7 separate regions of the Mus musculus genome follow, and regions 1, 3, 4, 5, 6 and 7 are each linked to region 2. The links are chromatin contacts, called in public ChIA-PET, HiChIP or PLAC-seq and promoter capture Hi-C maps. All regions are on one chromosome and are shown on one strand. The core of a region is the stretch at or near the end of the contact, and the rest is flanking DNA. Distances in the headings are between cores, read along the strand shown. Region 1 holds the start of Arl4d (ADP-ribosylation factor-like 4D). Region 2 holds the start of Dhx58 (DEXH (Asp-Glu-X-His) box polypeptide 58). Region 3 holds the start of Becn1 (beclin 1, autophagy related). Region 4 holds the start of Rnd2 (Rho family GTPase 2). Region 5 holds the start of Aoc2 (amine oxidase, copper containing 2 (retina-specific)). Region 6 holds the start of Brca1 (breast cancer 1, early onset). Region 7 holds the start of Aarsd1 (alanyl-tRNA synthetase domain containing 1).

The links. Promoter capture Hi-C pulls out the DNA fragments that hold promoters and counts their contacts. ChIA-PET counts read pairs in DNA pulled down with a chosen protein or histone mark. HiChIP or PLAC-seq counts read pairs in DNA pulled down with a chosen protein or histone mark. Capture Hi-C pulls out chosen DNA fragments and counts their contacts.
Region 1: a FOXA1 HiChIP or PLAC-seq map of pancreatic cancer cells shows a contact between it and region 2. The contact joins the promoter of Arl4d here to the promoter of Dhx58 in region 2. A contact is called at or near these places in 2 of 115 datasets of contacts at active chromatin or transcription factors (memory CD8 T cells and pancreatic cancer cells).
Region 3: an RNA polymerase II ChIA-PET map of memory CD8 T cells shows a contact between it and region 2, with 49 read pairs. The contact joins the promoter of Becn1 here to the promoter of Dhx58 in region 2. A contact is called at or near these places in 6 of 39 promoter capture datasets (the SN4741 cell line, hippocampal neurons, liver and 2 more), 4 of 115 datasets of contacts at active chromatin or transcription factors (bone marrow-derived macrophages, memory CD8 T cells, microglia and 1 more) and 2 of 9 other capture datasets (adipose tissue and liver).
Region 4: a promoter capture Hi-C map of adipose tissue shows a contact between it and region 2, with 2.3 times the contacts expected there. The contact joins the promoter of Rnd2 here to the promoter of Dhx58 in region 2. A contact is called at or near these places in 3 of 39 promoter capture datasets (erythroid cells and liver), 1 of 115 datasets of contacts at active chromatin or transcription factors (large pre-B cells) and 2 of 9 other capture datasets (adipose tissue and liver).
Region 5: a contact with region 2 is called in a promoter capture Hi-C map of pre-B cells, with 2.6 times the contacts expected there. The contact joins the promoter of Aoc2 here to the promoter of Dhx58 in region 2. A contact is called at or near these places in 3 of 39 promoter capture datasets (the SN4741 cell line, liver and pre-B cells), 2 of 115 datasets of contacts at active chromatin or transcription factors (bone marrow-derived macrophages and microglia) and 1 of 9 other capture datasets (liver).
Region 6: an RNA polymerase II ChIA-PET map of memory CD8 T cells shows a contact between it and region 2, with 26 read pairs. The contact joins the promoter of Brca1 here to the promoter of Dhx58 in region 2. A contact is called at or near these places in 4 of 39 promoter capture datasets (liver, neutrophils and pre-B cells), 1 of 484 Hi-C or Micro-C datasets (embryonic stem cells), 1 of 115 datasets of contacts at active chromatin or transcription factors (memory CD8 T cells) and 1 of 9 other capture datasets (liver).
Region 7: a FOXA1 HiChIP or PLAC-seq map of pancreatic cancer cells shows a contact between it and region 2. The contact joins the promoter of Aarsd1 here to the promoter of Dhx58 in region 2. A contact is called at or near these places in 2 of 39 promoter capture datasets (embryonic stem cells and liver) and 1 of 115 datasets of contacts at active chromatin or transcription factors (pancreatic cancer cells).

Annotation. Positions count from the first base shown.
Region 1 is chr11:101,664,215-101,667,234 of GRCm38.p6, forward strand. It overlaps Arl4d (ADP-ribosylation factor-like 4D), which reads left to right and starts at 1,327. Exons shown (of 2, transcript NM_025404.3): 1 at 1,327-1,423; 2 at 2,334-3,020. The coding sequence starts at 2,436.
Region 2 is chr11:100,702,798-100,706,023 of GRCm38.p6, forward strand. Dhx58 (DEXH (Asp-Glu-X-His) box polypeptide 58) reads right to left here and starts at 1,474. Exons shown (of 13, transcript NM_030150.2): 1 at 1,374-1,474; 2 at 1,104-1,272; 3 at 697-898; 4 at 282-472. The coding sequence starts at 1,271. It overlaps Kat2a (K(lysine) acetyltransferase 2A), which reads right to left. Exons shown (of 18, transcript NM_001038010.2): 15 at 3,162-3,198; 16 at 2,964-3,027; 17 at 2,779-2,863; 18 at 1,949-2,634. The coding sequence ends at 2,441.
Region 3 is chr11:101,300,522-101,303,569 of GRCm38.p6, forward strand. It overlaps Becn1 (beclin 1, autophagy related), which reads right to left and starts at 1,765. Exons shown (of 12, transcript NM_019584.4): 1 at 1,611-1,765; 2 at 1,207-1,335. The coding sequence starts at 1,333.
Region 4 is chr11:101,466,662-101,469,559 of GRCm38.p6, forward strand. Rnd2 (Rho family GTPase 2) reads left to right here and starts at 1,514. Exons shown (of 5, transcript NM_009708.2): 1 at 1,514-1,778; 2 at 2,272-2,359. The coding sequence starts at 1,677.
Region 5 is chr11:101,323,809-101,326,710 of GRCm38.p6, forward strand. It overlaps Aoc2 (amine oxidase, copper containing 2 (retina-specific)), which reads left to right and starts at 1,255. Exons shown (of 4, transcript NM_178932.1): 1 at 1,255-2,875. The coding sequence starts at 1,285.
Region 6 is chr11:101,550,105-101,553,317 of GRCm38.p6, forward strand. Brca1 (breast cancer 1, early onset) reads right to left here and starts at 1,851. Exons shown (of 23, transcript NM_009764.3): 1 at 1,665-1,851. It overlaps Nbr1 (NBR1, autophagy cargo receptor), which reads left to right and starts at 2,550. Exons shown (of 24, transcript NM_008676.3): 1 at 2,550-2,851.
Region 7 is chr11:101,415,779-101,418,975 of GRCm38.p6, forward strand. Aarsd1 (alanyl-tRNA synthetase domain containing 1) reads right to left here and starts at 1,655. Exons shown (of 12, transcript NM_144829.1): 1 at 1,572-1,655; 2 at 1,325-1,456. The coding sequence starts at 1,610. It overlaps Ptges3l (prostaglandin E synthase 3 like), which reads right to left. Exons shown (of 7, transcript NM_001357574.1): 7 at 3,036-3,197.

The DNA of each region.
Region 1 (3,020 bases), core at 77-2,576, 960 kb after region 2:
CAGATCTTGCTCAGCCACATATGACCTAAATGTGATCATAACTAAGTCTTTTATCCATCTGCAGCTTTCTGTACCTGTAAGAAACAGACAACAGTCCCTAACATGCTACTGTGAGGTAATGGGGTCCTCCATGCTCTATATGCAGGAAGCTGAGGCCCAAAGATTGTTAGGATGTCCAGGATAGCCTGAGCTACATAATGAGATTCCTATCTCAAAACACACACACAAAAAAACCAAATATAGCTGGATATGATGGCTCATGCCTTTAATCCTTTTTTTTCCTTTTTTTTTCCCGAGATGGTTTCTCTGTGTGGCCCTGGCTGTACTGGAACTCACTCTGTAGATCAGGATGGCCTCGAACACAGAAATCTGCCTGCCACTGCCTCCCAAGATTAAAGGCATGCACTACCACTGCCTGGTTTCATGCCTTTAATCTTAAAGGCAGAGGCAGGTGGATTATTTTGTGTATGAGGCCACCCTAGTCTACATAGTGAGTTCCAGGATAGCTAGGGTTATATAGAAAGACCCTGTCTCAAAAAATACTCCCCCCACCCCCTTATCCCTTGAAGCAATGGCTCAGTGGTTAAGAGCACTTATTACTCTTCCAGCGGACCCAGGTTCGGTTCCCAGCACCCATATGAGGCAGTCACCACTGTCTCTAATTCTGGTTCCAGGAGATCTGACATTTCCTACTGAACACATGGGCATATACTGACCCACTGGCTTAACTGACACTGAGCACTGCTGCCCTTGCAGAGGTCCTGAATCCATTTCCCAGCAACCACATGGTGGCTCACAACCATCTGTAAGGGGATCCGATGCCCTCTTCTGGTGTGTCAGCGTCCCCGTACTCCTATATACATTAAATGGGCTTAGTATTATGAATCAGCTGTATCAGAGCTCCAGGTAAATACTGCTTTGCAAACTAGATGAAGACAGTGACTTGAATGAGTACTACTGAATGAGGTAAGATACGAAAACATGTCAGAATCTCTTCGAGCAGATCTTTAGGTGGAAGGAAAGTATGGGGGGGGGGCAGCCGGATTGAGGGCAAGTGGATGGGGTAGTGTCATTATTAGACATTCCGTTCCATGCTCTCGTCAGGCGCAGCCACGCCTGTTCCTTTAGTCTGTCCCACCTCCCAGCCCTAATGAGTTCCAGGCTCTGTTCCAAATACTGAATAAGGTAGAAAAGATTAAAATAAAGCGGTTCCGGATAGAACGAGCTCTCCATTTCCAGGCTGGGGCTGCAGAGGCTGGCTCAGTCCCCGCCTCCGGGACGCTGATTGGGCCGCGTCGTGTGACGTCACGAGAGGGTTTTTAACGAGGAACCGGAGCAGCGGCACTGCAAAGTCCGCTGTGGCTGAGACGCGACGAGTCGGTGTCTGGTTGGCGTGGCTCGCGGAGAGTGCGGCTGGCTGAAGGTAAAGGAGGGTGTCTGGACCATGCAAAGGCGCCGGCTTGCGGGGCTTAGGGGAGCGGGCGTCGACCGCTGGCTGGAGAGTTGCAGGGCCGTGTGGTGGTGGTCAAAGCGCCCGCAGGGGCGTGCCACCGTTGTGGGTATGCGGTGCTTGTGGGAGCCCGACCCACATCGGTGCTCTTACTTTGGGCACACTGCCCGACCGCCTCCTTCATGCGAGATTTCTCCTCTGGGGAGTGGAGAGCACAGCTTCTGCTTTCTCTCAATCTCGGAGAGGGGTGCAGGGAAACGACCTTACTTCGGATCTTGCCTGCAAGATCCGCACCCTCGAAGATCCTAGTGCCCGAGAGTTTCTCTGACCTCAGGGCCTCTCCTAGGAGTCCCTGGGACAGGAGCACGCCTTGTTACACCTGTAGCTACTTTTTTTATTTTTTATTTTTAAGAAGAGGGGAAGGAGAAAGGCATTGGAGATGGTTTAAAAGCGCCTACCCTAAAACATGAGGACCCTAATTGGTTCCTGAGACCCACATACTCTTGTAAGTTGTCCTGACTTTAACACTCAAGCTGTGAGTGGCTTACACACACGCACAAAATATTTTTTCTTTACTTTGGAAAAAGAGGCACTTAAAAATCTTTTTTTTTTTCTTTTTTGTTTTTCTAGACAGGGTTTCTCTGTGTAGCCCTGGCTGTCCTGGAACTCACTCTGTAGACCAGGCTGGCCTCGAACTCAGAAATCCACCTGCCTCTGCCTCCCAAGTGCTGGGATTAAAGGTGTGCTCCACCACTGCTGGGGCAAACCTTGTTTTAATAAAAGGAATATTTAGAAGGGTAGGGTGCAGGTTTAGGGGAAGGACCCAAAAGTTGCAAATTCGTTTATTCTAAACCTTTCTCGTTTCTTTTTTGGCCTTGTTTAGACACCCCAGCTTGTGCTACCTGCCGTTTTAAGGTCTCCTCTTCTTGGCCTCTGCTGGAGTCCCAGACCTACTCCTGAGGTCCACCCTGCACCCTAGCTCACCATGGGGAACCACTTGACTGAAATGGCCCCTACAGCCTCGTCCTTTCTGCCGCACTTCCAGGCCCTGCATGTCGTCGTCATTGGGTTGGATTCCGCGGGGAAGACTTCCCTTCTTTACCGTCTCAAGTTCAAGGAGTTTGTCCAGAGCGTCCCCACCAAGGGCTTTAATACTGAGAAGATCCGCGTGCCCCTGGGGGGTTCCCGTGGGATCACTTTCCAAGTGTGGGATGTTGGGGGTCAGGAGAAGCTTCGGCCACTGTGGCGCTCCTACACCCGCCGGACAGATGGACTGGTGTTTGTGGTGGACTCTGCAGAGACTGAGAGGTTAGAGGAAGCCAGAATGGAGTTACACCGGATCAGCAAGGCTTCCGACAACCAGGGGGTGCCAGTGCTGGTGCTGGCCAACAAGCAGGACCAACCGGGGGCACTGAGTGCAGCCGAGGTGGAGAAGAGGCTGGCGGTCCGAGAGCTGGCAGCTGCCACGCTCACCCATGTGCAGGGCTGCAGTGCTGTGGACGGGCTGGGCCTGCAGCCAGGCCTGGAACATTTGTATGAAATGATCCTGAAGAGGAAGAAGGCACCTCGG
Region 2 (3,226 bases), core at 224-2,723:
CCGAAAATAATTAAAATTAGTTCTATGACAGAGTAGTGGGGATGGCCAGGGGAGACTGTGACAATGACAGGGCTGTTCACTGAATGGTGAAAACGAATCTGATGGAGGTTCAAAAGCAAGGGCATTTCCAGGCAAAAGGAATAGTAAGTTCAAAGGGTCCCACAAGCCTCATATGCTCAAGGTAGCGGAAGAGACGAGCATAGCCATAGTATGAAGAGTATATTTGGTAGGACTGGGAGGCAAGACAAGCAAAGATCTATGGTGGGAGGGGCTCAGCTGACCTGTAGGATGTGATCAATGGCCCCTTGGAGCTTGGTGGCCCCTCCAGTGCCTGGGGAGGCTGTGAGACCCAGGACCTGGGGGAGGGGCTCTGCCTTCTTCAGCTTCTGTTCTAGGTACCGGCTCAAGATGGTGTTGTAGACGGTGTCCTTGTGGGTGTGGTGACACTCGTCCACCACAATCAGCGAGAATTCTGGGGGCACATGAGAGACAGTGGACGGCTGCTGCTGCTGCTTCTTTCTCATAGCACTTTTGTGAAGCCCTCATTTTTCTCTGAAGTTTTCCTCTTCCCTTCCCTACTTTGGGCTGGGTCCCAGACAGGGAGCAGGTAGGAATGAAAGCGAGGCTGGGCTAGAGGAAGGAGGCTTGCTTGCCCAGGAGCACGTCCTGTGAGCAGGTCACGGCTTTCCCCCTCACCTCTGAGCTCTACGTGTTCATCCTCCTCAGAGCTGTTGAGTGCCAACTGTAACAACTCTGCCGTACAGATGAGCAGGTCGTGGCTCCGAGCCATCAGGCCAAAGCCAGCTCGGGATCCCATGTCCCCACTCAGGGTTGTTACAGTCCAGTGTTTATCCAGCATGCGCCTGAACTCCTCGGCGTGCTGGCTCACCAGGTGTACCTAGGAGTGAAGAGTAATGAAGAGAACTTGGATTGGGGTGGGGGGTGGAAAATGGCAGTTGTTGGGAGTTGGGGTGGGGGAAGGTGGGAGGAGCAAGATGTCAGGACCCAGCCATCTCCTGAACCAAGGAGAGGAGACCTGGCAGAGCGGTCGTCTAGAAGAGATGAGCTAAGAGACCCCACTTTGGGAAGGGCAGACCACTCACCCTATTGACCAGTACCACCACCTTGCCTCTGTCTACCGTCTCTAGATGCCTCTTGGCTACAAAGGCAGCTGCCCGGGTCTTCCCAGCACCCGTGGGCAGCCATATAATGATATTCTTGCCCTCCAGAGCAGGTAAGATCACTTCCCACTGGTAGGGTCGCAGCTCCATTCTGGAATGGCAGAGAGATCAGAACACGTACTGTCCCCTTCCTCCCAGCCAGCCCAGTAAGCTTCAGAGGCTGTTCTTAGCCAAGAACTCGTAGATAACTACCTGGAGCCTGCACTGGCCAGGATTAGGATGGGGTTTGGAAATGAATAGCAGCAGACTAGGCTGGTCTCTGCGGAGGTTTCTGGAGCTCTAGAAATGAAACTGAAACAAGGGGAGGAGCCAGCCAGAGCTGGAGCCCAACCCAGCCATCAAAAAAAAAAAAAAAAAAAAAAAAAAATTGAAGACTGGCAAGGGAGATGCTGACAGTCACTGCTCCTGGGTTCCCTATTTCCTCATCTGTTTTCAGTTGGCAGTAACCCTGTCCATCTGGGCTGAGCTTAAGGCCTGGAGGGGCTGACCTTGGCTGCCTGTTTCCTGGACCAGGAGTCAGGAAATAGGCAGGCATTAAGGACAAGCTCTTGCTCTCCCTTTGCAGGGGAGACAGGCTGGAAGTTATTGAAGCAGAGGAGGTGAGGGACGGCAGTCAGCCAGGTCCATCACCCCACTATATATTGCAGGGGTCAGTGGCACCAGTGTAGCCTGAAGTTAGGCTTTCAGGTTAGAAGAGTCAGGACTCGAGAAGCAAAGGTCAGCCTGCTAAGTCTAAAGCCGGACCCCCCCCCCAAAAAACAATCACACAGGGGAAAAAAAAAGCTTTATTGTTCCCTCCGAGGGATTAATGCCAAGGAATGAATGGTCCTCCTGCCCCCAATCCTGGAGGGACAGATAGACAACAGTGTAGGATAAGCCAAGGCCCCTCATGGTTCCTCCAGTCTGGGCTGTTTCCATGTGAAGGCTACTCACTGAATAGTCCTGGCCCTGGGAAACAGGCATGGGGACCAGGCTCAGGATGCTCAGCCTGCATGGCTCTATAAGGACCAACAGTTCATGCCCTGGCCACCAGACATTCTACAACGGGCTGGCCCCAGACCAGACGTCTCCCCAAGGTGGGATGCAAGGAAGGTGGAAAGAGAGCTGCTGGCTTGGGAGTGAGTGCCTGCTGGCCAGAAAGTCTGTAAGATCTGGGGTCCCTGGCTGGAGTTTCTCCAGCTGAGTCCGGGAGAGGGGGCCGGGAGCCCCCAAACGGATCTGAGGAGATGGAGGTGGATGTTGCGGATCCCAGCTGGGGGCTACTTGTCGATGAGCCCTCCCTCTTTGAGCTTGAAGTAGAAGAACTTCTCCAGGGCACTGGCGCAGCGACAGTATTCGCTGTCTGGGGGATTGTACTCCCGGCAGTTGGCGATGACCCGCTGCAGGTCAGCTACGAAGAGCTTCCGGGTCACATAGTAGCGACTGCGCAACCGTTCTGTCATGGTCTTCAGGTCTGGGTCACGAGAGAGAAGGCACATGACTTTAAGAGGTGAAGGGCTGTAACTGGGGCTGCCCACCATGGTACATGCAGACAGGAGTCAGGCTACCCTGTCAAGACTGGGGGCTTAGGCTGGGGAGTGAGTACAAGGGTCCTCACCAATGGGGAAACGGATAACCTCGTAGTAGTCAGGAGCCTCTGACTTCTTCACAGGTTCCATGAAGGGCCAGGCACTGGGGTGTGACTAGAGAGAAGAGAGGAGCTGAGGACAGGCCCAGTGTTCACCGCCCAACCGAAGACCGCCACCCACTTCAGTTACCGACAAGAAGACCTTGGCCTCCCACCTTGATCTGAGCCAGCAGGTTTTTGAGGGTCGTATATAGCTGATCAGGATCCTTAAGCTCCTTGCTGGAAATGACAGATACCGAGGCTGAGGTCTGGGTCCTTCTTGCCCTACTACACAAACACACACACACACAAACACGCACGCACACACGCCTCCATTCCTGTGGTCACTCCCCCTTGACTGAATGGACACTTACCCCTTCTCCTTTCCCAGTGGCTTCCAGCCTGTCTCTCCTGCAGAGGGGGAGAAAGCATCCCTCAG
Region 3 (3,048 bases), core at 515-3,014, 600 kb after region 2:
CCCCAAAAGCCAGCAGGGACGATTAGAAATGTTTCAACCACAAGGAAACAAACAAACAAACAAAACGTTAGAAGAGACAAATGTGCCAACCCTGATTTGAACATCATTACATGTGTATTCAAACATCAAGTGGCACCCCCTAAATATATCAGGTTTTAAAATGTATGAACACTAGTTTAGAAACATGTAAAGCCGGGCATGGTAGCACACAGACCTCCTTTATTCCAACACTTGGGAGATGAAAGCTTTCAACACACAACATTAACCTTTAAAAATGAAAAATAAGCCAGGTGTGGTGGCGCACACCTTTAAGCCCCAGGACTCTGAAGGCAGAGGCAGGACAATCTAGCCAGGCAAGGGCTAGAGTGAAACTCTGTCTATACCAACAGCAAGAACAATGAAAATAATTTTTTTTTAAGGAGAAGAAAAATAAAGAGCTGGGCAGATCACTCAATAGCTTAGAGCACCTGTTGCTCCTGTAAAGGACCTAGGTTCGAGTCCTAGCCCTCACACGGTGGCTCACAACCACCTGTTAACTCCAGTTCAGGGATCTGACGCCCTCTTCTGGCCTCTCCCGGCATCAGGCATTCTCGTCATGGACAGATGTACATGTAAGCAAACCACCTATACACATAACTAATACTAATTATGAATAAAAATGAATCAAGGTCTAGGGAGCTATATACAACAAAGCCAAGGTTTCCATGCTAATGCCAGGCCCATGAACGTGTTTAAACTCGCTAATCACCTCTCTCACTCTCTTCTTCAGGCTTCAAGGCTCTCCTACACTTCACTGGACCTCAGGTAAGTATGCTCACTGATGGCTCTAACCTCAACTCGTCACCTGTAAGAGGATGCACCATGGCACTTCTCCTGTCCTTTTTATTTTTGGAAACAGGGTCTCATTCAATAGCGCAGGCTGGCCTGGAACTTGAGGCAGCTCCGGCGTCAGCCTCCTGAGTTGCTGCAGTTATAGATGTGAGCCACCAAGCCTGGTTTCCACGGGGACTGTTACAGGACACCTGATTGATACACTGGTAAATCTTCAAGAAATTCTGTTATATGTGAATACTCCTTCACTCTGGAGACACTGTCAGAGGTCTATTCCTGACGAGAAAACCGAAAGCCAGAGACCGCCACCTCAATGTCCCTAAAGTTGCCCACTTCCCTCCTTCTTGACCACCCCTTTCCTCGGATCCTGCTGACCTGTGAGTTCCTGGATGGTGACCCGGTCCAGGATCTTGAAGCTCGTGTCCAGTTTCAGAGGCTGGCTACAGCGCTGGCACACGAAGCTCACCTGCATGGTGCTGCTGGACGCCTTAGACCCCTCCATGCCTGCGACAGCGGAGAAAAGACGACGTTAAGAAGAATCGGCTCCTTTGAACCTCGGGCCCGAGGCTACCCGCTGCCTTGGTGGTGGAGGTGAAGAGGAAAATCCCGGTCCGCGCCGTTCCCTCTGGGAGTGGGATGACACCAAGAGGACCCGCTTCCGGGGCAGAGCCCAGCTAAGGCAGTCTAGTCTCCCGAGCGGGGAAACGGGGCACCAGAGTGGCCGCCAGGGACTCTAGGCTTCTTCCTAAGGTCTCACTTCAGGCCCCGACGCTCCTCACCTCAGGAGCCCGGAGCCCGCCACCCAGGCTCGTTCTACCGCGGGGGCACGGTGGCCTCGGGTCCGCCCCGGAGCGAGACCTCCAGAGTTCCCATCGCCCGGTCTTCAGCTACTTCCCGGTCGGCTAGCTGAAGACTTCCGCCCAGGACCAGAAGTGACGTCACGACGGGAGCTGACGCAAGGACCCCTGCTCCAGATCCCTGTTTACCCGGCTCGGAGCGCCATCCAAAGGCCGAGCGGGGAAGTGCAGCAGTGCCGACAGGTGGGCCGAAGCTGCCCACACTCTTCTGATTTAGACGGTCCACTCAAGATTTGTTACTTCCAAGTGGAGCCACTTCTATATTCCTTAGGGATCAGGGTGTTGTTTGTTTGTTTGTTTGTTTGTTTGTTTGTTTGTTTGAGACAGGGTTTCTCTGTGTAGCCCTGGTTGACCTGGAACTCGCCCTGTAGACCAAGCTGGCATCCACTTCACAGAGATCCACTTGCCTCAGCCTCCTAAGGGCTGTGATTAAAAGCGTGCACCACCACCTTCCGGCATGTGTGAGCTTTTAAAGTGTATTTTTGGGAGAGTCAAATTGTCTAAACCCTTCTGAGGGAGTGCGTTTGGCAGGATGGTAAATTTTATTGTTATATGTATGTATGTATGTGTATGTGTGTATGTATGTATATATGTTTGTATATGTGTATATAATAAAATGCAAATACATTAAAGGTGATAGTTATATGTATGTATATATGTGTATGTGTGTATTATGTATGTATATAACAAAATGTAAATAAATAAAAAGGTGACAGTGGAGACTGGAGAGATGGCTCAGCAGTTAAAAGCACCAACCGCACTTCCAGATGACCTGGATTAAATCAAATCCATCCACCCACATGGCAGCTCATAACTGTCTGTAACTCCAAGAACTGACACCACTATCACCACTTTCACACAGTCATCCATGTATGCAAAACACCAATGCATTTGTGGTGTGTGTGTGTGTGTGTGTGTGTGTGTGTGTGTGTGAGAGAGAGAGAGAGAGAGAGAGCTGGCTCCTGTGAGTATGTGTGTATCTGGAATCATATCCAAGGCCTCTCATATACTAAGCAAGTACTCCACCAATGAACTGTATGTCCAGCCCTACTTTGTAAGTTTAACATATGTGGGCTGCCAAGATGGCTCAACCTGTAAAAGTGTGTGCACCAAACGTGAGAGAGACCCTAAGGTCAATTCCTAAGGATCGGAGTAGGAGGAGATGAAGTTGACCTCCAAAGGAATTCCAGGGTATGGACTGCCCTCCACCACCACTAAGGATAATAAAAATAATTGAATGTTTTCCATGTTGCTCCAGTTTTGTTAATTAACATTCTCATTGCTGCAATACATCACAGCAGAAACGCACAGATTACAGTGAATTTCTTTATTGATGGAAACTTCCATTGCTTCCAATTTG
Region 4 (2,898 bases), core at 264-2,763, 760 kb after region 2:
GGCCTCGAACTCAGAAATCCGCCTGCCTCTGCCTCCCAAGTGCTGGGATAAAAGGTGTGCTCCACCACGCCCGGCTTACTCACTATGTTCTTGCAGTGGCAAACTACAAGCATGAGAACCTCTAAGACAGGGTCTCACCATGTAGCCAGGTCTGGCCTGGAGCCTAGAAGGTGCCATGAATACAAGGCTGGCTCTGCCTCCGGAGTTCTGTGGTTAAAATGACATGTGCCACCACCTCCCTTTTCTTTCACACTCTCTTTTCCTTTTGTTGGAATTGAGGATAGAACCCAGAGCCTCATGAATGTAGCTCTACTCCCGAGTTACATCTCTAACTTAAACTTAACAGTTTTGGGTGTTAATGCTGTGTGTCTGTTTACTTTTTGTAAAACAGCGATGAGATTGTGTGCTTTAGTTACCTTTACACGGTTATTCAAAACGAGATAACATTAAAATGAACATCTTCGACTTAAAGAAGAGTTTTGTTTGTTTTGAGACAGGATTTCTCTATTTAGACCTGGTTGACCTGGAACTCATTATATAGACTAGAGTGGCCTCAAACTCAGGGAGATCTGCCTGCTTCTGCCTCATGAGTGCTAAGACTGAAGGCGTGCAGCACCATGCCCGGCTAAAGAAGGATTTTTTTCACTTATGTATGCATGTATGTATGTATGTGTATTTATTTGTTCATTCATTCATTCATTCATTCACTTTACATCCCGATCACAGCCCTCCAAGCCCCTTTCTCCATCCTCTTCTAGGCAAAAGATGTCATGCAAATGGCGGTTTGCTTATTGCTAGTCTGAGATGAGGCTGAAATTGGCTTTGGGGCTTAGCTCTGGCCCAGCTTAGCTGTCAAAGGATTCTAGCTTCCTTAGCCTTCCCTTTGCTCTTTCTACCAAAACATCCACCAGAGGACGCAAAAGCTCCCCTAAAACTTTCCACTCAGTACTTGGCTAGAGGAACTTAGTCCATGCTTCTAGGTTGGTCACAGGCCTAGATCCCGCCACCCGTCGTTATGGAGATAGAAAGCTATGATGTCACTAATGTAGGGTGGGAGTGCTAAGGTCCGTACTTCCATTTCCCTAAGCTCTGTCTGGACCCGAGAGTGGAGGAGGGAGACAAAAATCAAAAATCCTCCCTTTCCTAACATCTCACGCCCCCCTGTGTTCGGGAAATAGATTGCTGCCGCCGCGCGTGTCCGCCGCACTAGCACACCTGCGTGCACGCGTGGGCACACAGAAGGCTCAGGCCTTGCGCCCGTGTATGGAGCTTCGCAGCTGACCCTTCAGAACTTCGCCCTCGGTCAGCCCAGCCTCCATGCCCGAGGAACTCAAATAAACGGGGCTCGCTGGCCACAAACCCTCAGGCGCTCCTGGGGTCACAGCTGCGCGCTAGAGTCTAACTCGGGTCCCCCTCCCCTCCTCCCAGGCCCCGCCCCGTCCCGAACCCCGCCCCTCGGCTGTGCGGGTGGGAGGCGGGGCCAGAGGTGCGGCCCGCGGGCTAGGGGCGGGGCGGAGGGGGCCCGCAGCCCCGGGCGGGGGCTCGGCGCGGGCCCGCGAGATGCCGGTGTCGGCGGCCCGAGAGGCTGCAGCTGCAGCGGCGGGGGAGGAGGCGGCAGAAGCGGCGGCTGTGCCCGGGAGGGGGGCGGCGTGGGGGGCCGGCGCGTAGCCGGGACCATGGAGGGGCAGAGTGGCCGCTGCAAGATCGTAGTGGTGGGGGACGCGGAGTGCGGCAAGACAGCGTTGCTGCAGGTGTTCGCCAAGGACGCCTACCCCGGGGTGAGGAATTGGCGTCTGGAGAGAGGGGCACCGAGGCTGCGGGGAGTGGGTTATAGGGGCCCCGGGGGCCGCTGGAAACCGGTACCAGGGTAACCAGGGAGGAGAGAAAGAGGCTCAGAGGAAGGGAAGGAGGCGTTGGGGGGTCTGAAAGGACTGCAGAGGATTGGAGTGGAAGGAATCAAGGAACGCGGTGAAATGGATGGGGCTTAGGAGCATCAGAGGATCCGGAAGGGCGCTCCGGGAGAATGACTGAGGTCCCGGGCATCCGAGAGAGAAAAAACTAGGGGCTAAAGGGACCCGGGAAGGGGGGTTATCTGAGAGTCTAGCTAGGAGGTGGAGGCAGTAGCTCCCCGGATCTTCCCTTAGCCCAGCCTCAGACCAACTTCTGTCTAGGGACTGAGCTGGACCGGGTGTCGAGGGAGGAGGGCAGTTGTCAGGGTGAGTGAGTACTGGAGAGCAGCTCTCTCTCATTTTGACCCATCCGTGTCTGCAGAGTTATGTCCCCACGGTGTTTGAGAACTACACTGCCAGCTTCGAGATCGACAAGCGCCGCATTGAGCTCAACATGTGGGATACTTCAGGTAGCCAAGTCCCTCGGGGTCACCCTGACGGCGGCCAAGGTCCCTTCCTCTAGCCCCTCCCTTGGCCAGAACCTGAGATTCCAGGTCAGCTCAGACATCCATCCAGTTTTAGAGCAGAACATCAGTTTCTCTTTTGAGCCAGGGAAACTGAGGCAGAGTTTCTTAGGCCTGACAGAAACCACGTAGGAAGTCTAATATCGGCCCTGCAGCTGGGTTCTGCTTACCCAAGGAACTTGGAAAGAAATGATTTATTTTGGAACATGTTTCTTAGGAAATAGGACTGGGTTTAGGAAAGCTATTTAGAATTACTGGGGTGGGGGAAGGTGGTGGAAAGTAGTTTTTTTTTTTTTTTTTTTTCTTCCTCTAGACTGAACTAGAGTCCCAGGAGAACAGGAGCACTGGCTCCCTGTCCTTGCTCCAACCTCATGGGAAGGGTTTTTATTTTTACTCCGTTCCCTGGAGGACTTTAGAAGATGTGTCATCAAAGCCCAGAAAGCACGCACAAAATTTGTCAGAATGGTGGTAGATTTTCTGAGATT
Region 5 (2,902 bases), core at 5-2,504, 620 kb after region 2:
ACCAGCAGCTCGGGCTGACCCTGTCGATCCAGTCCTTTTCCTCCATACCAGCTTGCCTCTACATACATACATACATTCATACATACATACTTACTTCATACATACTTTTTTGAGGGAACTCCTGGTATTGGTTTATACTGACCCACAGTGCTCATAAGAGGCTTACATCCCTCTAAAATAACATGTCCTCACTTCCCTCCTGACAGTGAGACTCTTCATTGTCTATAGAGGTTTAAGGTCCCAGTAGGGGAGGGGCATCTACTCTATTCTATCCCAGAGTTTAGAGCCACTAGCTACCTGCTCTGCCTGCCTGCCTCCCTCCCTCCCTCCAGGGTTACTAAGCACTTGCTGTGTAAGGCTACATTTTAATCAAAAGCACTCCACAGAATACTTTTATGCTTTTTATATATTTATTCGGTTTTTTTGTTTGTTTTTTAAAGACCCTTCTCTGTGTAGCCTTGGCTGTCCTAGGACCGCTCTAAAGACCAGGCTGGCCTCAAACTCAACAGATCGGCTTGTCTCCTGAGTGCTGGGATTGAAGGCATATAGTACCTCTCCCTGGCTATGCTTTTTATTTTTTAAGGCAGGGTATCACCTAGGTTGACCTATAATTCACTCATGTAGCTTAGTTGAACTCTCAGCACTCCTCTTGAGTGTTGGTATTATCAGTATAAATGACCATGCCTCATGCGCCTTCATAGGGAAGAAATTCAGGATATGTAGCCCCTTTAAGGCTACATAACTTGGACTGGATCATTGTATAGACCTAAACACAGCTCAACCTCAACCAGTCGTCTCTCTGACTGGATAGAGTAAGGCCTGGGTCTCCCAAGTCAGGCACTCATTAGGTCCCAGGTAGAGCTGACTGCTCATTGCTGAGTTGGGCGGTGGGTCTGGGAACTGGGAATGTAATTCTGCTAAGAGGTGTTTTGTTAGTACTTGTGTGTTAGACAGGGAAAGGAAGGAGTGTGTATCGAAACTGCCTTCTCAGGTAGTTCAGCTCCATTACCCACCCCATCCCTCTCACCTGTTCTAAATGATGACACGTAGTAGTTAGTGACCATTGGCAGTCAAAGTTTAGGGACAGGAGCAAGCTATGTAATGTCTTGAGCCAGAGCACAAGACAGAAAATTGGAACAGAACTACATAAAGCACGATCAGAGATTTCCTGTCCAGCCCACAGGGTGGAGTTTAGTCCATTCCTCTCCATCATCCTGAATATAAGCCTGCCACAATGTCAGACACCGATGAGCTCTCAGGACGGGGGGAGCTTCAGTGCCAGCCATGAATCTCAAGGTGCTGCTGCTGCTTCTGGGGCTGTCTTTCCTCACTGTCTTTGCTCTGGTCTATGTCCTGCTGACCAGGCAAGGCAGTTTCAGCCAGTCTCCTCGATGCCCTTCCATACCTCCCAGAATTCATCCCTGGACACACCCTAGCCAGAGCCAGCTGTTTGCAGACCTGACCCCAGAGGAGCTGACAGCTGTGATGAGCTTCCTGACCAAGCACCTGGGGCCGGGGCTGGTGGATGCAGCCCAGGCTCGACCCTCGGACAACTGTGTCTTCTCAGTAGAGTTGCAGCTGCCTGCCAAGGCTGCAGCCCTGGCCCACCTGGACAGAGGGGGGCCCCCACCTGTGCGAGAGGCACTAGCCATCATCTTCTTTGGTGGACAACCCAAGCCCAACGTGAGTGAGCTGGTGGTGGGGCCCCTGCCTCACCCCTCCTACATGCGGGATGTGACTGTGGAGCGCCACGGCGGCCCCCTGCCCTATTATCGGCGCCCCATGCAGAAAACTGAGTTTGTTCAGATATGGAGGCATTTGAAAGAAGTGGAGCTACCAAAGGCACCCACCTTTCTGGCTTCTGTCTTGAACTACAATGGCTCCACCTTGGCACCTTTGCATTCTACTGCTAGTGGTTTCCATGCAGGCGATCGAGCTACCTGGATAGCCCTCTACCATAACATCTCAGGTCTTGGAGTGTTCCTTCACCCTGTGGGGCTGGAGCTACTGTTGGACCACGGGGCCCTGGACCCTGCCGACTGGGTAGTCCAACAGGTCTTCTACCTTGGGCATTACTATGCAGACTTGGCCCAGTTGGAATGGGAGTTTAAAGTTGGCCGCCTAGAAGTGATTCGGGTCCCTCTACCCACACCAGGTGGAGCTTCCTCCTTGAGGCCTAGAGTCACTCCAGACCCTCCTCTTCCCCCTCTTCAGTTCTCACTTCAGGGTCCCCAGTATAACATACAGGGAAACTCAGTGACATCTCCCCTCTGGACATTTACCTTTGGTCATGGGGTGTTCAGTGGCTTAAGAATTTTTGATATTCGGTTCAAGGGTGAGCGTGTGGCTTATGAAGTCAGTGTCCAGGAGTGTCTGACAGTTTATGGTGCTGATTCCCCCAAAACAATGACGATCCGGTACTTGGACAGCAGCTATGGGCTTGGTCTCAACAGCCGAGCTTTGGTTCGGGGGGTGGATTGCCCCTATCAAGCCACAATGGTGGACATCCATGTACTGGTGGGCACGGGGTCAGTCCAGCTGCTTCCAGGGGCTGTGTGTGTATTTGAGGAGGCCCAGGGACTGCCCCTTCGAAGGCATCATAATGGCATCGGGGGTCATTTCTATGGTGGTTTGGCCAGCTCAAGCCTTGTGGTCAGGTCGGTGTCATCAGTGGGCAACTATGATTACATCTGGGACTTTATGCTACACCCAACCGGGGCCCTTGAAGCTCGTGTCCATGCCACGGGCTATATCAACACAGCCTTCATGAGTGGAGGAGCTGAAAGTCTCCTCTTTGGGAACCGTGTGGGAGAAAGAGTGCTGGGAGCGGTGCATACACACGCTTTCCACTTCAAACTGGACCTTGATGTAGCAGGTGAGTTCTTAGCCTGAGCCTTGAAGG
Region 6 (3,213 bases), core at 601-3,100, 850 kb after region 2:
GGCAGCAACAATGTACTCACATAAAATAAATAAATAAATCTTAAGAAACAAAAAACTCAGGGTCTGGAGAGATGGTTCAGTGGTTAAAAATATGTGCCTCTTCCCAGCACCCATGTCAGATGTCTGGAACGCTACATCCAGGTCAGAACCTCTGCACACACATACACATAATTAAAGATAATGAAAAATGAATCTTTAAAAAATAAAAATTTCTCCAGGCAGTGGTGGCACATATTCTTGATCACAGCACTGAGAGTCAAAGGCAGGCAGATCTCTGAGTTCCAGGACAGCCTGGACTACAGAGTGAGTTCCAGAACAGCCAGGGCTATATAGAAAAACCCTGTCTCAAAACAAAACAAACAAACACCAATAAATCAACAGATAAATAAAATTCTTAGCAGTTGCTCTTTGTAGCTAGCAATCTAAATTCTCTACTCTTTGATATGAAAGCCTTCCTTGGGTCACTTCCTTTCTTCAAGGAAAAAAAAAAAAGCTAAAATGGAGTGACTGGACAGAAGTGATATATATATGAACTTTCCCCAGAGTCTGGTGTTCTTTTTCTTGCTTAGAATCAAAACCAGTGGTGTCATACCTATAGTTTCAGGGACTGGAGAAGTTGAAGGAGGAGGATGGCTTGGACTCAGAAGTTCAGCAGTCTTTTTGGGCTAGTTTGGGGAGGCCAAAAGATCAGATATGGTTGTTTCAACCTGTACTTTCAGCATTCAGGAAGTACAGGCAGGAGGATAGAGTTCAAGGTCACCTAGAGCTACACAACCCAATTACAGAAGGCCCTGTCTCACAAACTCTAAAACTAGCTGAGAATGGTAGTGGATATCTTTGACCCCCTCCTCCCCAGAGACAGGGGCAGGTGGAGGAGTGTTTAAGACCAGCCTGTTCTATTATACACAGCTCCAAGCCAGCCAGAGCTAATATAAATGAGACTAGACTCTGTCTCAAAACTAATCAACTACCCAGCATTCAGGAGGCAGAGGCAGGTGGATCTCTGTGAATTCGAGGCCAGCCTGGTCTATAGAGCTAGTTCCAGGACAGCCAAGGCTACACAAAAGCCAAAACCAAACCAAACCAAACCACCAACATAAACGCTAACCAACCAAACAAAAAAGAAGCACACATATTATTTTAAAAGTCGCCAAAAGGAACACTTAAAAACTGCTAAAGCGTCTCCACCCTACCTCTTCTGGATGTTTCCCTGTTAAGGCTCTCTTTAAACACGTCTTCTCTGCCAACAGCATTCATTACTATTGCCATTCCCTTATGTACTTCCCTTCTAGAACCTTCTGTGAAATGTACTCGGGTCTAGTTCTTCAGGAGTTTCCCTCCACAAACTCCGTTTTTCCCCCCTCTTCCCTGCCACACTTCTGCCCGCCTTTCCTCTCATCCTTTAGCCCGCATCCGTATACAACCTTCAAGATACGATTACAGCCAGAACTCCCCCTCGTAGATCCTTTGCCCTCTTCCTCACAGCTGCCCCCGGGAATGCACAAACTGCACCCTTCCCAAGAGTCCTGTTTGAAAACGTCTGGGACCCTTTGGTTCCGCCCCAGGTACTTTCCTAATCAGTAAACACCCGTCTCCACCAGCAGCTTCCTGCCTTTCATATGAGTATTCCGGGGTACCCTTTCTGTTCCTCAGGGCTGTCTCACCTTTTCTCCGAGAAAAAAGATCCGTACTTCCAAGCGCCGAGGACGGAGAAGCCCCAAGAGAGGTGCTGGATCCTCTGGCTGCACGGGCAGCGGCCGCGCAGCCGCAATTACAATCTATCTAAAATTCCCGCGCTCTCCGTCGCCAAGGAAACCGGCCGCTTGGCGCCTAGCGCTAGCCTTTCGGAACACAAGATCCAGACACGTCAGCGGAAGGGAAGGGAGGAGCGAGTTGGGGGGGGGGGGTGCTGAAACTGTTTCTGGGTTTGCGATTGGCTACCTAGTCTTTTTTTTTCCTGTATGTCGTCACTAGAAAGAGACGGAAGAGAAAGAATTTCGAGGTTTCTCTTAGGCAGCCCCTTCGCATCTACGCCTGCTTATTACGTCACAGTAGTTCTGTACAAAGGGTGGGAATCGCTCCCTGAGGCCGGAATATGAGCGCAAGGTAGTGCCCAAAGCAGTTGCAAAACGAGGTCTCATCCCTCCCTCAGCCTTCCTGCCATGGAAGTCTCCAGTTTCGGTAAATAAGAGACTTGTGTAAGAAGAACTACCAATTCCAGCATGCATTGCGGAACGAAAGGCCTTCTCCACAGCATCTCTTGGAAAGTGTAGTCTTACGGGAAAAGAGCTTCTCACACCGGAAGCAGGCACGAGTACCACAGGAACCCAGTCGGTACAGCGGAGACCTCCTCGCAGTTATGCGTCTTAGCTGCTATGAATCGCAGCGTTCTGTGTTCGTGTTTTGTGCACAGAAAATAGACTAAAAGGAGCTGTGGGTTCCAGGAAGACTACAATTCCCGTCCAGCCCCGCGATTCTCGGGTAACTAGTCCGCCAATGTCAGTGACCTGGGAAAAGCAGAGGGTGGCCAATCGGCTTGGGAAAGGGAAATCCAACCAGCTGACTTCTGCGCGCTAGTTCCGCCCCTCGGCCTGGGTGTTTGTTATTGTTATGCGGTTCAGAGAGCTTCTGTCCCTCCCTTGCCAACGCAGCACTGACCAATCGGTAGAGAGGTTATTTTGAGGGGCAGATAGAAAGAGCCAATCATCTTGTGGAAAACTCCGGGAAACATGGGACTAGGCCCGGTCTCTGTCCGCCATGTTAGATTCACCCCGCAGGGATAGCAGGCGAGCTGGCCGCGAACGGTCCTTGCACTGGCCACTGGCAAGCGCCCCCCGTGGGCGGAAAGCTGGTAAGGAAGCTACCACTGTTACCTAGAAGTAGGGGCACGCCGTTCTTAGAGTGCTCGGGGAAGTTCAAGGGGAAAATCTTGCAAAGAGGAGTGACTTTCCGTGTTCAGGGGCAGCCAGTCTTTTCAGTGACCAGATGAGGGAGTCGCTTGGGTTGTCATCGATAGTGGGGGGTGGATACTGCCTGAGGGAGACAGTTCATGGCTTAGAAGGGCCAGTTTCTGCTAAGAAAAGGTCTCGATCCCCCCCAGAACATAAAGAGGGCTTCGATGGTGGTGACACTCACTGTCCTGGGGACATGGAGTTCCGGGAAACCATTACTGGAAGACTGGGATTAAGTCTGCGACAAGAAAGGACATACATC
Region 7 (3,197 bases), core at 405-2,904, 710 kb after region 2:
AAAGAAACAAAAAAAGATCCTTTCTCAAAAAAAAAAAAAAAACAGATAACTGTATTATAAAAAAAATTAAAAATAAGAAATAAATAAGAAAGCGCAGGGCAGTGGTGGCGCACGCCTTTAATCTCAGCACTCGGGAGGCAGAGGCAGGCAGATTTCTGAGTTCGAGGCCAGCCTGGTCTACAGAGTAAGTTCTAGGACAGCCAAAGTATACAGAGAAACCCTGTCTCGAAAAAAACAAAACAAAAAAGCAAAAACTGAAGCTTGGCTGGGCGAGGTGGTGCATGCCTTTAATCCCAGCACTTGGGAGGCAGAGGCAGGCGGATTTCTGAGTTCAAGGCCAGCCTGGTCTACAAAGTGAGTTCCAGGACAGCCAGGGCTACACAGAGAAACCCTGTCTCAAAAAAAGAAAAAAAAAAAAAAAAGAAAAAAACAACTGAGGCTTTCCCCTGGTCTACCAAATTCTTCCTTGCCTCCGATCTTGCACAGCTTGCTGGTTTCCTGAATGGAGTCTATACCTTCCTAGACCCTCCAAGGCCCTCTGTTCCGAAGCTCTGTTCCAAATCACTGTTCCAAAGCTCTCTAGCTTGTCCTCAACATGCACAAGCTCCAGCACTATCCCACCGCTTTGTTTACAGTTAGGAAGATTCTTTCAGGCTTCACTGTCCTTGTCTATGCCATCAACCTGGCTGCTAAGAAACTCTCCCAGAGCCCCCACTCTGGGTGGCACTCTCTTCTTCTTCTTTTTTTTTTTTTTGTAAACTGTAGCTAGGCTCTCCATCAAAGCACTCAAAAGGTCTGCTCTGAAAGGCACCGCCCCTCTTCTGAATTCTGGGAGGAGCATCTTAGTGCCTGTAAAATGCTTCGTGTAGATTTCCATCTCAGGGCCTTTGCACAGCTCTTCTACCTGAACTATTTCTTTTGCCCCAGAACCACTAAATAGCTACATTGGCTCATCCCTTCCCTTCACAGACAACTACCAAGCTGTCCAGAAGGCTCTCTACAGAAGAGAGCATCCCACCACTCTTTCCCTTTACCCAGCTTATTTCTAGGGACATTATCATTACTTATACCTGGCATACCGGGCTGTCTGCAACAAGCACTCCACGTGTATTTGGAGGTACTGTCTTGTTCAGTCTCTCTTCAGCGCCTGGAATATGACACACTGCCTGTGTCTTACCTACATAAGCATATGCTGAATGAATAATGCATTGAACTAACGCCCCTGGATTTACTGAGGCTGAGAAAGGGCGAACGCATTTTTCTGCAGGAGCGAACTGGAATGTGGGTTCCGGGGAGGGGGTCCGGCTGAGGCTGCTCCTAATACCTGTCCCCCGCCCTCGGGGAAAAGCAGCGTGTCTTCCAGAACCACATGGAATCCGCTCAACACTTCTTTCTTGCCGCCGCTCGCGTCCGTCTGCAGCTCGGCGGGACTACAGGAGACCACGGTGGTGGTGAACTGCGCAGGGAGAGGGGTGCGAGCATTATCCCTCTTACGCCGAGACTGGAGCCTGCAGCCACCCTCCCTCCCGATGCCCCCCTCGGTCTCAGGACCCTCGCCCACCGGTCCGCACCTCCCGTGCGTAGCTGTCGCGCTGACACAGGAACGCCATCGCGGTCTCCTAGGCCGGAGAGACCCGCGCGCGCAGAAAAGCCGGGCGGCGGACGGAGAGCGATGTGGGACAAATTTTCTTAAGCGTTACCGCGCTCGGCACGAAGGGGTATAGTGTGCCCAAATTTACTAAAACTGCCAACTGTAGGTGTTCTATGCTGTTTTGCCACCGTTTTGAGTCTGGAAGACCACAAAACTAAATACACAACTGGAGCTAAGACGTTCTTCAGCTCTTGGGGCCTTGTGATTTGGCCAGCAGAGGCCCTGTGGCATAAAGGTGGAAATGAGAGGGGCTGGACATACACAAGACACATATGTTAATATTTTACTTAAAACCAATACCCATAATATTTCATCATGTAACTTTTTTAAACTGAAGGGAAGAAATTTAACTCAGAAACCTATGATTTATGATAATTTCTATTTTTGGATGGTGGTGGTGTTTTGAGAGAGGGTTTCACTGTGTAACGTCCTGGCTGTCTTGGAACTTGCATTGTAGACCAAGCTGGCCTCGAACTTAAAGATATCCTCCTGCCTCTACCTTCAAAGTGCTGGGATTGAAGGCATTCATCACGACTGCCCAGCAATAATAGGCTAAGTGGATTTTTTTAAAAGATTTATTTTTATTTTATGTATATGAGTACACTGTAGCTGTACTCATGAGCCTTCATGTGGTTGTTGGGAGTTGATTTTTTGGTTTTTTGTTTTTTTTGGTTTTTTGAGACAGGGTTTCTCTGTATAGCCCTGGCTGTCCTGACTCACTCTGTAGACCAGGCTGGCCTCGAACTCAGAAATCCGCCTGCCTCTGCCTCCCAAGTGCTGGGATTAAAGGCCTATGTCACCACTGCCTGGTGGGAGTTGAATTTTTAGGACCTCTGCGCACTCAGCTTAACCCTATAAATAAGTAGACTGTAGTTGTCTTCAGACACTCCAGAAGAGGACATCAGATCTCATTAGAAATGATTGTGAGCCACCATGTGGTTGCTGGAATTTGAACTCAAGACCTTTGGAAAAGCAGTCAGTGTTCTTCTTAGCCGCTGAACCATCTCGCCAGCCCCGATAATTTGGATTTTTTTTTTTTTTTTTTTTGGTTTTTCGAGACAGGGCGTGTGTGCCACCACGCCCGGCGATAATTTGGATTTTTTAAATATTATTTTTACTTATGTGTACACCAAGTTACAGGTGGTTGTGAGCCACCTGGTATGGGCACTGAGGACCAAACTCTCATTTTCTAAAAACAAACAAACAAACAAACAAACAAAACACTTCACACTCTGGTACAGGAAGCTAAAGGGCCAGGCGTGACAGGGACCTCTGTGGGTGAGCGGTCTCTGTAACACCTTCCCACTGCAAAGTGGCCACAAGCTCTGCAGAGAGAAGGGGCTTTCCACAGAGAGGGGAGAATACAGGAAGGGAAGGGAAGGATCATTCCTAGAATTTATTATAATCTCTTTCTTCTTTGGCCTTTGCTTTGCCACATTTGAACACATGTCCCAACACCCAATCATCCCAAGCACAGATTCTAAGTCGAGTCAGTGGGAAGTCATCCCCAGCGGTCAGCGTCCCACCCCACCTGATGCAGGAGCAC